Linked DNA regions of Oryzias latipes: region 2 is linked to region 1. A link is a contact called in public Hi-C data. All regions are on one chromosome and are shown on one strand. The core of a region is the stretch at or near the end of the contact, and the rest is flanking DNA. Distances in the headings are between cores, read along the strand shown.

The links. A called contact is a pair of places that touch in the nucleus more often than the background predicts.
Region 2: a Hi-C map of embryo shows a contact between it and region 1, with 3 times the contacts expected there. The contact joins two enhancer-like sites. A contact is called at or near these places in 5 of 5 Hi-C or Micro-C datasets (embryo, fibroblasts and gastrula embryo).

The regions. Positions count from the first base shown.
Region 1 is chr24:7,056,613-7,062,431 of ASM223467v1, forward strand. It overlaps mrpl19 (39S ribosomal protein L19, mitochondrial), which reads left to right. Exons shown (of 6, transcript XM_004083463.4): 4 at 271-405; 5 at 531-712; 6 at 964-1,475. The coding sequence ends at 1,188. Among protein-coding and RNA genes, the nearest start is that of mrpl19, 4.2 kb to the left of the region's middle. Within about 2 kb of position 3,204, at least 1 of the 8 cell types and tissues checked has an H3K27ac peak or open chromatin away from gene starts, as enhancers often do. A contact at or near this core is called in embryo, where this site is marked.
Region 2 is chr24:7,207,557-7,213,375 of ASM223467v1, forward strand. No RefSeq gene overlaps it. Among protein-coding and RNA genes, the nearest start is that of ppp4r3a, 24 kb to the right of the region's middle. Within about 2 kb of position 2,800, at least 2 of the 8 cell types and tissues checked have an H3K27ac peak or open chromatin away from gene starts, as enhancers often do. A contact at or near this core is called in embryo, where this site is marked.

The DNA.
Region 1 (5,819 bases), core at 1,954-4,453:
CTCACACTCACACCTATGGACAATTTAGAGTTGCCAATCAACCTATGAAGCATGTTTTTGGACGATGGGAGGAAGCCGGAGATCCCGGAGAAAACCCACGCATGCACGGGGAGAACATGCAAACGCATGCAAACATGCGGGGTTTTTTTTACTCTTGGGTTTGCAGTATGACCCTTTTATAAGAAGAGCTGTTTCTGTTCTCTCTTGTCTGCTGTGGCTGGAGTCAAAGTCACTCTTGACATTTCTGCCTCTAATACTGACTGTCTCCAGGAAGCATCCTTGCAGTGACCATGGCTGATGCCAATGCCAGTGGAAAAACGAACCGCTTTGTTGGAATCTGCATCCAGAGAGGCGGGAGAGGGCTGGGTGCAACATTTGTTCTCAGGAACATACTTAATGGTCAAGGTTGGTGTAAATAAGTTTATGCTCAAATTCAACTTGTCATCAAATCAGTTGAGATGTTTAGGTTTTTCTTTTCTTTTTGAACACAATGTGTTTCCAAGTGTCAAACATTTGTGTGTGTTGTGCAGGAGTGGAGATCTGTTATGAGCTGTACAGCCCTCGCATTCAGACAATCGAAGTCTTGAAATTGGAGAAAAGACTTGATTCCAACCTGATGTACCTGAGAGATGCACTGCCTGAGTACAGCACAGTGGACCCAGAAATGAAGCCTGTGCCTTTCTCCCCAACTGGAGAGGTGCCCGTCAACAAGGTAAGAGGGAAAAAAAACTCCCGGTTTTAGGATGTTTTTTTTGTAGAAAAATAATGCATTCCTTGTTATTGATTTAACTGTTGCAAATCTCATCCTACAAGTATTTAAGCCTTGATTCAATATGAGAAAATAAGTCTAATAAACCTTTAATAAGTATTTATTTAATCCTTTTTTTTCTGAAACATTAAAATAGACAATATTATAAATTATATTATGTGACATTTGATTTTTTTTTTCGCACTGTTTTTCAGTTGAAAGTAAAAATGTGTCCAAAGCCGTGGTCCAAACACTGGGAACGGCCGCAGTTCGCCATCCAGGGCATCCGCTTCGACCTCTGCATGACACCGAAACAGATGGAGTTTGTGCAGAAGAAGTATGCTAAACCGTGGGAGGAGTATGACATGCTGAAGGAGTACGACACCTCCAAACTGGAGGAGCAGATCCTCGCCGAGGTCCAGCAGGAGATGAACAAGTGAAAGCCATCTTTCTTTTCAGTTTGGCCATTTGCTCAAAGTAATAAGGACTGAAAAACCAGCTTCAGTGGTTTTTTTTAAACCAATAGGAGGAAATGTGGACAATTGTTCTTTATTCTTGCCATGTGTTTTTTATTTTTTCCATCAATTTGTTTAATGTTTTTCAATGGGTTTAATATAATACCTGTCAAACTGTCTGAGCTTTGAATCTTTTCACCCAACATCATGGTACACTCTTCTCTCCAATTTATCTTTTAAACTGATAATAAACACAGATTCATAAATCCTCATCGTTTCTGAATGTTTTTTGTTTTTCTGCTCTGCTTTTATGCCATTTTGAAGCCAAAACTAAAATGAGAAGTTTATGACTTCTGCCAGTAGGTGGCACTGTTCTGCCAGCCATTTAGTACACTTCAGTGATTGCATAACTGCCTCAAAGATGGTTTTATCCTTGCAGGTTCTTTCAGTTTGGGTTATTTAACCCTTGTGCTATCCTAGACACTTTAACATTGGAAGTTGGGTCATCTAGACCCCACAAGACTGCGCTTTTTTCGTCAATGATTTGTGATCTTCACTGGCGTACATGGATTACATGAATTCCTCTTCACCTTTATCCACCTTTGTCATGGTAGGCGATAACACGTCAAAATAAGGCTTTGGTCATAGGATAGCACAAGGGTTAAATAAAAAGAGGAATTTATTTTGTGTTAGAAGGATTTTAATTTACTATCCCATTCTGATTGACCTTTGCTTTACAAACCTGCTCAGAGGAGCCGCCCATAACACTGATCTTCAAAAAGAGAAGCAGTTCCTCTGGCATTCAGAGATCGCACTGCAGAAACACCCGGTAGTGTTTTACTGTTGTGGATGGAAAATTGTGGCGTTGGGATGGTAAGTTGTAGCGTCAGTTGGGTAGTATAAAAACACTTGGACTCCTTATGTTATGTCTGCTCTCTGTGAACGTGTGTGTATATAAACAGACTGAAAGAGTCCCTGCACTCTAATTTCTCCATATTACAGGATGAGACGGAGAAAATGGGTCTCTAATGCAGGCGTAGCAGATGTTTGCTGAGCTCATTACGGACCACACAGATTCCTTTGAGTAGGAATGGAGGAAAACAACAGAAGTGTACACGTGAAGCTTTACAGGGAAGCTGTTGCTTTTAATGATTTTTCTTTTCAGTGTCTGGGAGAATTCGTGCACCTGTCAAACAGACACGTCGGAACCTCCATGCTGTGTCGTACGCAGCAGATTTAATCCGGCTAATGTACTCCCTGCTCAGTCAGACCTGACCTGCAGCAAAGAAAAGTAACTCCATCTGCTTCCAAGTGGCCATCCTGCACATTGTCATTACCCTGCCCACTGAACCAGCTGGCCCTTTCACCTTTTCATTTCTCACTCTCAGTATTTCTGTTTTGGACTGATTGATGTTCTCATGAGGAGGCGGTAACACAAATGTTTATCCTACATCACATTACCAGGTCTTCAGAGGCATTCCAAGGCAACACCACTGGACTGGTAAACCCGTTTAAGCCGCACGGTTACGCAGCCTGAGTTACGGCTCGCAGGGCGCTTCCTGCCACTGTGCTTTTCTGGGTTTTCGCCTCTTCGGTACGTGCCTCCTATGCCCTCAGGTTGACTTTTCTGCACCTGGAGAGAAGTTAAAGCCCCTTGGCTGGAAGAGGAGATCAAACACAAGCTCACCCTCACTTACAGACACACACACCCACCACACATATTGAGCAACTTGCAGACAGGCTATCATATCAGCCTACACCACAGCCAGACACCTCAAACAGGGCCAACTGTAAATGTCTGGAGCAGCCGGTCTGTCAGTCCTCATGTGAAACTGGATATGCCCCATTCACGGTTGCTGTGAAATGGGACAGAGCATGCAGGTTTGTATAATCCCACGTCTTGATAGCAGTAAAGCATGGAGGGCTGATGATAGCTACAGTGCCACAGCACTGTGAAGGTCAGTGCAGGAATGTGGGGAGGGATGCGCTCCTCTGATCTGTTTCCCTCCCCTCTGCTGGTGTTCCCAGAGCCTCCTCTCTCCCAGGAGGGCAAGCTTAAGCTTTGAAACAGGGCAGGTTTGATAAATTGGAAAGGATGTGATGCAGGGTGTGAATCAACTCCCACAGACTCAGATCCCGGCTTGTTCACCTCAGTCCTGTGTGCCTTTTGATTGTAATCTCCAGCATTGTGTCTGCAGGTCTGCGGAAATCAGCTTCACTGCGCGTTTGAGCCGTCTGCAAGTATGACAAGTGTAACGGGATAGTGGGCCACCCATTGGCCCCAGGTAAATTACACCCTGTCCTTGTGTGTACATGCATGCGTGCTTGCGTATGTGCGCAGCTCAGGGGCCACCCATAGTTCTAGGTAAATTACACACTTGAGTTTCACCATATGTTTGCAGCGAAATGACACGGCCGTCTGGTCCTCTCCCACTGTCCCACGGGGCTGATGGGAGCTCCTGCTGCCCTCGCTGTCTTTGTTACACACAAGCAGACAACCTGACTGTGTGACAGCTGTTATGAAATGTTACATTGGAAGCAACTGATAGATGACGCAAAGCACACATATCAAAGTCTCTATAAAACTCTGGAATAATGATCAGCAATGGTTAGAGGGCATTTCAGTTTAAAACATCAAAGTGGTGCATTTAAAAAAAAAAGTTATCCAAACGTTCGCTTCATCAGAACTATGAAGTATCATAATTTATGGATGATCATGATGATCATCCATATGATCATCATGATCCAAATCTTGATGGATGATCATGATTTGTTTTTTAGTCTAAACAAATCATAAAAGAATTAAATTGGCTGCATTTGTTTTCTCCTGACAGCAGCAGTGTGTGCAGACAGCAACATAATTTAAAGACCAAAAGTACGAAAATACAATACAGTCCCATTCTTTTTACCTAAGTGGATACAATCTTATTCCGTTGGCATTTAAAACTTTTTCTTACTGACCCTTTTTATTTTAAGCAGCAAAAACAAAGTGTTTTTGACACAACTGTCACAAGAACAGGCAGACGGCTGGATCCAAATGCAGCAGGTTTATTAGCTCAGCTAAATGTCCACAAAGCTAAATCAGGGTCAGGCAGGCAGGAGTCAATATCAGGCATTAGATCATCAGAGGATTGACAGAGTAGTCAAAATACCAACGAGGGTCGGGGCAGGCGGACAGGGACAGGGCGCTTAGCAATAAAGCCAGAATGTCTTCTCACTGAGCTCAGCTCACAACCTATGTTTTTTTCAGACTTTTGTTTTTTTATATCAAGACATTTTTATTTTGTAAAAGCAGCCAGTTAGGGAAAAAGAAAGACGTTTCTCTGTTAAAACACATTTTCAGATATAGATTTGAATGACAAATGAATATTAAATAAATAGATTGTATCCATTTAGGTAAAAATATTGGACTGTATCGTATCGCCACAAGGTGAATTAAAATGTTTATGATTCAATTCATGGACCATTTATGAAGATGCATATTGAATTATGTGTGAGAGAGAAAGACACACAACCATAGTAACTAAAAAAAGTTACTTATTTTGCTTCATTGAGATTTTATTCAAGATTGGAAAACACTCCAGTCCATGACACTTTTTCCTTTTGCCGGACTGTTAAAATCTAACAAATGCTTATTTGCTTTTCATTTTTTTAAATTATTTGAAAACATATTACTTTATTTGGATTATGTCTTCTTTGTTGATGCAATCAATTTCAGAAAGAAACACAACAGAAAAACATTTACAGCTAAAAGACTGATGACAGCATCCAAGAATTAGCCAATACAAGTTTCATGCATTTAGTATTTTCTGGTTGTTACTAAATTCTTTACTGTTGCCTTTCTCACACTTGTTTTAAGTCAACTGCAGGCTTGAAAACAGGAGTCCCAATCTGCATTTCTCCAAGAAAACCACTCACTTTAAACGTTCATGGCTTTTTAGCTGCAGGATCAATTTAAAATCAAAGGAAGGTTTAATAAATATCCACTTGGACTCTGCGTTTCTGTTTAAATTGAGTTAGCTAAATAAGGCCTTTGGAACGTATGGGCTTTGGGACTGAGAGACTGTGGGGGTAACAAGTACTGAGAGGCACAGTAATCCAGTCTTCGTTTTGGTCCATTTAGGGGATTTGTTGACATCCAGTAAAATAAGTAGAGTCACCAGCCTTATCCTCGAGCCTTGGAGAGTCCTTGGCAGACTTAGCAGCAGTTTGATTTCATGTGAAGTTAGAGCATTGTTGTGTCGTTCTTCAGTCTGGGTAGGAGCTGTAAAAACACCTGTGGGGGGAGTTTGCAGCTCTGCAGACACAAGTCGCCCTTGGTCATGTGATGGGTTGAACACTGTGACCCGATCAGAGCCCAAATTGATTCTTAAACCTTTTGTTTGATGCTAATCCTGTTGGATTTTACATAATCAGATAGTACTATAAAGAATGAACGCAGATGGAAAAGGCTTTACCCGTTGGTACATGCCTTTAGGTAGGAGCATTAAAATGAAAGTTAAATTAACTCTGATTTCACATGTTTTGATCTGTTGAGGCTGTGACCATGCCTGACATTTCCAATGTCCCTCTCAACACAATCTTCAAGGTAAAAACACACAAGTCTGTTTGATGTG
Region 2 (5,819 bases), core at 1,550-4,049, 150 kb after region 1:
TCCAGGCCAGACGCACTTAAAACTCAGATGTCCACTATCCTGCATCCGGTCAGCTTTGATCTTCCATTCTCTTCAGGGCGGAGGGTGATATTTACATTACATTACTAGTGAAACACATACTCATGAGTGCCCATATGTGCATATAAACATACCCCATCGCAGAGTGGTACTGAGACCTCCCTGAGGGGTCGTAGTGGCAGAAGACATCCTGCACAGCAGACCGCAGGGTCGTCATTATTAGAGCACTAAATGGGAAAAAAGCCCAGCTTCATCGCTCAGAGGGAACTTATCACGGTGTGAGACGGGAAAATGAGGGAAGTATATGTGCAAATGTGTCAGGGGATTCAGACATCAATGTGGAGGGGGTCAGAAAGGAAGAGTGCTGCACAACAAAGACACATCAAGACGAATAAAAGAGACAAAGGGAAATTTTCCTATATGTATGCAGACCGCAAAGTCCATCTGGGCCCCCCTCCCTGAGCAGAGTATGCAAGGCTATTACAGTAATGAATGCAACAGTCTGAGTGACGTCATGCATCCCTACAGCGCATGCTGATGTATGGGACAAAGAGTGTAAAGGAGATAAACCGGGGGGAAAAAAAGACAAGCAATGAGGGGGAGACGGATGAGGGCTGAGAGTGGGAGGACAAAAGGAAGTGCAGAAAATATGAGGGAGACGCAGAAGACAGGGTTCAAGACAAAGAATGCATACATGGGGAAACTGGTTTATCCCTCCCTTGTTTCACTCTCCTGCTTTGTTACAAATGCAGATGCAAAAATCAGCATGAACACATTTTAATTAACTATACACACAATGCACTACCTCCCCCTCTTCATTACATACACAATCCCCTCCACAGCCCAGCTCACAAAAACAATCAAATACACATATAAAGAGTCAGTGGCTCCACCACCTGATATAATTAGGTTAATGAAGGTTGTGACAATACAAGAGAACCACTTATCTGCTTCTTCAATCCTAATTGACTGGAGATCAGTATCAGTCCCTATCGTAATACACAATACCTCTAGAATGCAACGCTCACTTCCAGCGAAAGCTAGCACTCATGGAGCTTCACGCAGAAATTACATGACAAGCTAATCCTGTAACCACGTCAGGGAAGCCAGAAAAAGAGTTGTTTTTTTTTAGATTTTAAATGCGCCAATAACTGGGACTTGTCCTGCAGCGGCGGGCTTAATTTATGGGCCACTGAGCAACCCAGAACGGCTGGTGGTTAAGTGTTTCATTCAAAGGCACCTTGATGACATCCTGTGAATAAATTCTTCCCTCTGAAAAAAAAGAGTATTTTGTTGTTTCTAAAAATGAATGGAAATGAATAAAAGATGTGGAAAGCAAAAACCAAGCATCAATTGACCACAAACATCCTTTAAAACATAGTCTTAAACCACCTGAATTGAAAACTTGTGTAAGACTAAAACAAAGACGTTAGACTCTCAAAATTACCTGCAAAAGAAATTTATATTGGCAGTCAAGCTGAAAAAGCCACATTTTTAAAGTGCAAATGTGTCCCTGAGCCTGGGTTACGATCTTTGTCTGTGATAGTGGGAGAAACTCAAGCCTCTTGGCCAAAGTATATCATTCCCATGTCTGTGGCACAAAAACACAGAAGGTCTTTATTTCAGACAGGAATGGCAGGGGGCGACCTGAAGAGTCAAGGAACAGGGCGCGTCTTGAGTGCGACCACCCCAAAGATAACTTCGCTGCCGGCGCTGTGAGAGCTGCAGAGGAATTTACCGTGACAGCGGAAACAGCTTCTCATCAGGTGGACATTCATAAAGACAGAGCAACATGCGCACACACAGAAACACACAGACATGGATGTGGACCTTAGCAGTGAACCCTGCTGAGGCTCACCTCCCTGCAACCTTGATGGTGGGATTGTGTAGAAAAGTAAGCCTTTCCTCACCTTTGATCCTCAAAATGTTCACAGCTTCCCATGTGGAGGGCTGCCCTGTCAGCACACTGTCAGATTAAACACATTATCATAATTCTTACAAGCTAAACATGTCTACTTATTAAAAACGAGACTGGCTTTCTACTAAATGTAAATGCCTGGACTAGACATTTCTCTATTATGCAGTGGGTTTGATTTCCAACTTTTCAACCAGGTTTTTTAGCTGTTTAAATTTGATGGGAAGAGATAATATTTGGATTTGAATCAAGAAACAGAAAGCTTGACGTGGGGACACATGGGAATGATTATATCCCAGCATCGTTGTCTTTTGAAGCTCTACACAGTATGTCATTAAAATAAAAACAAAAAAGAAAAATCAGTAGAGCTATTACAACGTCCTACTGCTGCCATCAAAGTTAGACCTGCTGTACCAGCAGGACCCCAACCAACCAGGTTGCATTTTAAGTCAATCTGCTGTTCCTAAAGCAGAGCCAGCCCTTGGTTCCAATCCAGGCCAATAATGAAGGGATGCCTGTGAAGAAAGCCTGAACTCTCCTGACCTGGCAGCTCCGGATAAAACAAAATGCATCCTGGCTCTCAGTGCAGGTATTTCCGGAGTCCACCTTTTATTTCTGAGTAAACCCAGGTATCGGCTTTCAGACTGAGAGTAAGGGAGTTTTGTGTGCAGGATCCATGCATGCATGCTTCCCGTGCACAATCTTCACGCATGCACGTATGTTGCTAACATGTGTTTCTGATGAGTCAATATGGATCTGCATTTCAAATAAAGATAATGGAAAGCAGAGCATGGGTGAATGAAAGGGAGAGGGGGTTGGAGAATAGTATCTGTAGGTGGGGAGGGGGACATTCCTCAGGCCTTATGTAGGAGGTAAATTAAAAATATCCATGGCTGCTTGGAGGGGGTCCAGGGAGGCTGACACACAGCGCTCAGTCAGGGAGCTCGCTGGCGATCCGGTAAGCACTCACTCAAGGCCAATTACGCTTCCTGTGATGTGCGTTCAAGTCCCCTCCACACGGTCCTGCCGCCCCACCTTTGGCCCTGCAGCCACACCAGCCAGAGAGAAAAAGCTGTCAAGGAGTCAGGATCAAACCTCCAATCAAGCGCTGGCTGTCACACGCCCAGGTAATGATTAATGGCTTATATTCTTTGACCCAAAGAAGAAAGGAGAACAGAGAGCGCGCTACAGATGGGAGTTTTCAACTCATTACAAAGCACAGTAACATGTGTTGGGGAGACCAAGCATCCTCCCTGTGTTCGTTCAGCTCTGCACCGGGCACTGGAATGCAATTACAGTGCTGAGAGATGAAAGTTCATTCCGCTTAAAAACCAAGTCTGTCAAGAATTTCTTTGCTTCTGGGAATAAATGAGCAAATTAGGCAATGTGAAGATTTCCATTCACCTGATTCCGCTTTCAGATGACGAGATGTTCTCACTTTCCCTCTCATTCCCTCACATTCACACAAAGGCTCTCGCCTCTGGCGCCCAACCGCGTTCTGTGGTGGAAACCAAACACTGGGGTGTTTTAACTGGATGTGATCCTTGTTTCCGGGTAGAACGCTACCAGAAGCCGATTGATGGCTCTCACCTAGAGGGAGATGTTTACAGGAAAATTGTGCTGGCTGGAACTCTCATATTGGATTCAAAACATTGGTACCAAATGGTTCCCCAAGTGATAATGAAGAGAGTGTGGTGGAGGGTATCCCCCCACTACACACACATTTCTATTCAAACAGGCTTTTCTAGCCTTTAACCCTGACCTTAAACTTTACAATCACAAGCATGGTAGTCATCTAACAAAGACCCACTATACCTGAAGAGTGTTTTTGATTTATCAAACTTAGCTCTCTTTCAAATAGATGTAGTTGATATATTTTACTGCAACAAGGCAAGAGAAACTAAATATAGTAAATACTGCATGGGGGGAAATATTTGAATTATATATTTGTTATAATTAAAGTATTGTATAAATTAACAGAATAAGTTTTAGGTGCTATTGAAAATTTGGTGTACTTTTTCTTAGTTGAAGTCCCACTCTGATCATCTTTTGATTTATTTTAATTATGATTATGACATTTTTTAGCCAAAATAAAATAAACCCTGTGTCGTTTTCTGCAGGGTTCATCCAAATTTCACCTCTAAGTTGCGGAAGGAAGTGTTGGCATGGAGTAAGCCTGCCCCCACTTCCCATCATCTAACTGTTTACACATTCTACCTCTTGCTTAATGTCCCTTACAACCGCTCACGCCTCCACCCGCATCCACCCTAACATTACCGGAGCAACAAAAATGGCGAGCAATATTAAAACTATTCAGCCATCAGCTCGGACGAAGAAAACAGAGACGGATCTAGTCGTCTACAAGTGAATTAATCCGAATAGATCGAAGCAGGGTGCTTGTGAACCTCTGTGTTCTTTTGTTTGTTTGTCACAGCTACAAGCATTTTTTTGCCTGCTCCAGATTGAAAAGGACTTGAATAAAGAAATACCCAGAAATACAAATTTGAACTTAATTTAATGGTAATATATGTTCTCCATCGTCAGAAAAATGCCACAAGAACATGTTAAAAACATTAAAAAAAACACTTATTGGAGTGCGTCTTTATATATATTTTCACCACTTAAAATAAGAACTACATAAAATGCCTTTTGCTTTCTGATTGAAAACCAATGATTAATAATTAAAGAATATATAAATAATTGAGTTGCAACCCAACACTTGTGGATATGACTGTAATACAGTGATCAACGCCTAAGATTTCTGTTTTTGGGTGAAATAGAAGCAAAATTCTGCTGTAGGGCACACTCCAAGTAAATGTTTCCTTTTATCTAAATAATTGTTAAGATGAGTTGTGAAGTTCTGATCTGTTCAGAGTGGTTTAACGTCTGAGATGTTTTGCCTTTAAAACAGAAATAAAGGGAGACAATAAATTTTGTCCTAGATCTCTAAGAATCTTGGAAGAACAATTTGTAAAAGAAAGTAGAATTTGATCTTTTGGACAGTTGTTTTCAAAAATGATGATGCCCCAAAGAGTTTTGTACTGGAGTTTAACTTAACACCACCGACAAATAACAATGGAATTTTCCCTGTTTGTACGAATGTGAATATTGTACACACAATCCAAGCTTTTTCCTTATATCACTCTCTGTTTTTGGCTGTTAGCAGCATTAGGAACTGCAGACGAGAGGAAAAGAGGAAGAACTTTTGGGTAAATATGAGCTGGAGATAGTAGATGGGGGGAAGTGGGAGAGAGATGTTGAGTGGTGACAGTGATAGAGAAGGAGCGGACTACTGGGACAGCAGAGGAGGTGAATCCATCGATCCAGGACAGTGAGCTGGCTCATATTTCACCTCCTCAGCAGTATAGTTGGCGCTTCGCTATGGAACTGAGCCTTATATGCAGTCTGGACAGGGTCACCTCCATTCTGTATGCAATCTTTCTTTGCCTGTATGAGTGTTTGAGCCATAAAAACAGATCCACGTGTATTTGTAATAATAAAGTTTAAGGATTAAAAAAGAAAAGCCATGAAGCTATTAGCAGGGGAACTAAAAAAAAAACCTTCTTTCTTGTCAAAAAAGTTAAATACAATCAAAAAAAATGTCTTCTTTGGGTTTTCTGTGTGTCACATGCCGCCCTCATCAAAGACAAGTGATATCCTGAATGAATCGTGTCAATCCATAGACAGAGGCCTGTAAAAGGGTCTAGGCTCAGTTCTCAAAGCCTTCCACTGTCATCCGAGAAGACTAAACCATGTGACAGACGACCGAGCATGTGGCATCTCCGTGACCCTTGACATGGAAAACCTTTCCCCTATCTGCCCCTGCTGTGGCTAACGGATGGCCCATAACCTCTGTGACCACTGACCACTGGGACTCTTTTGTGTC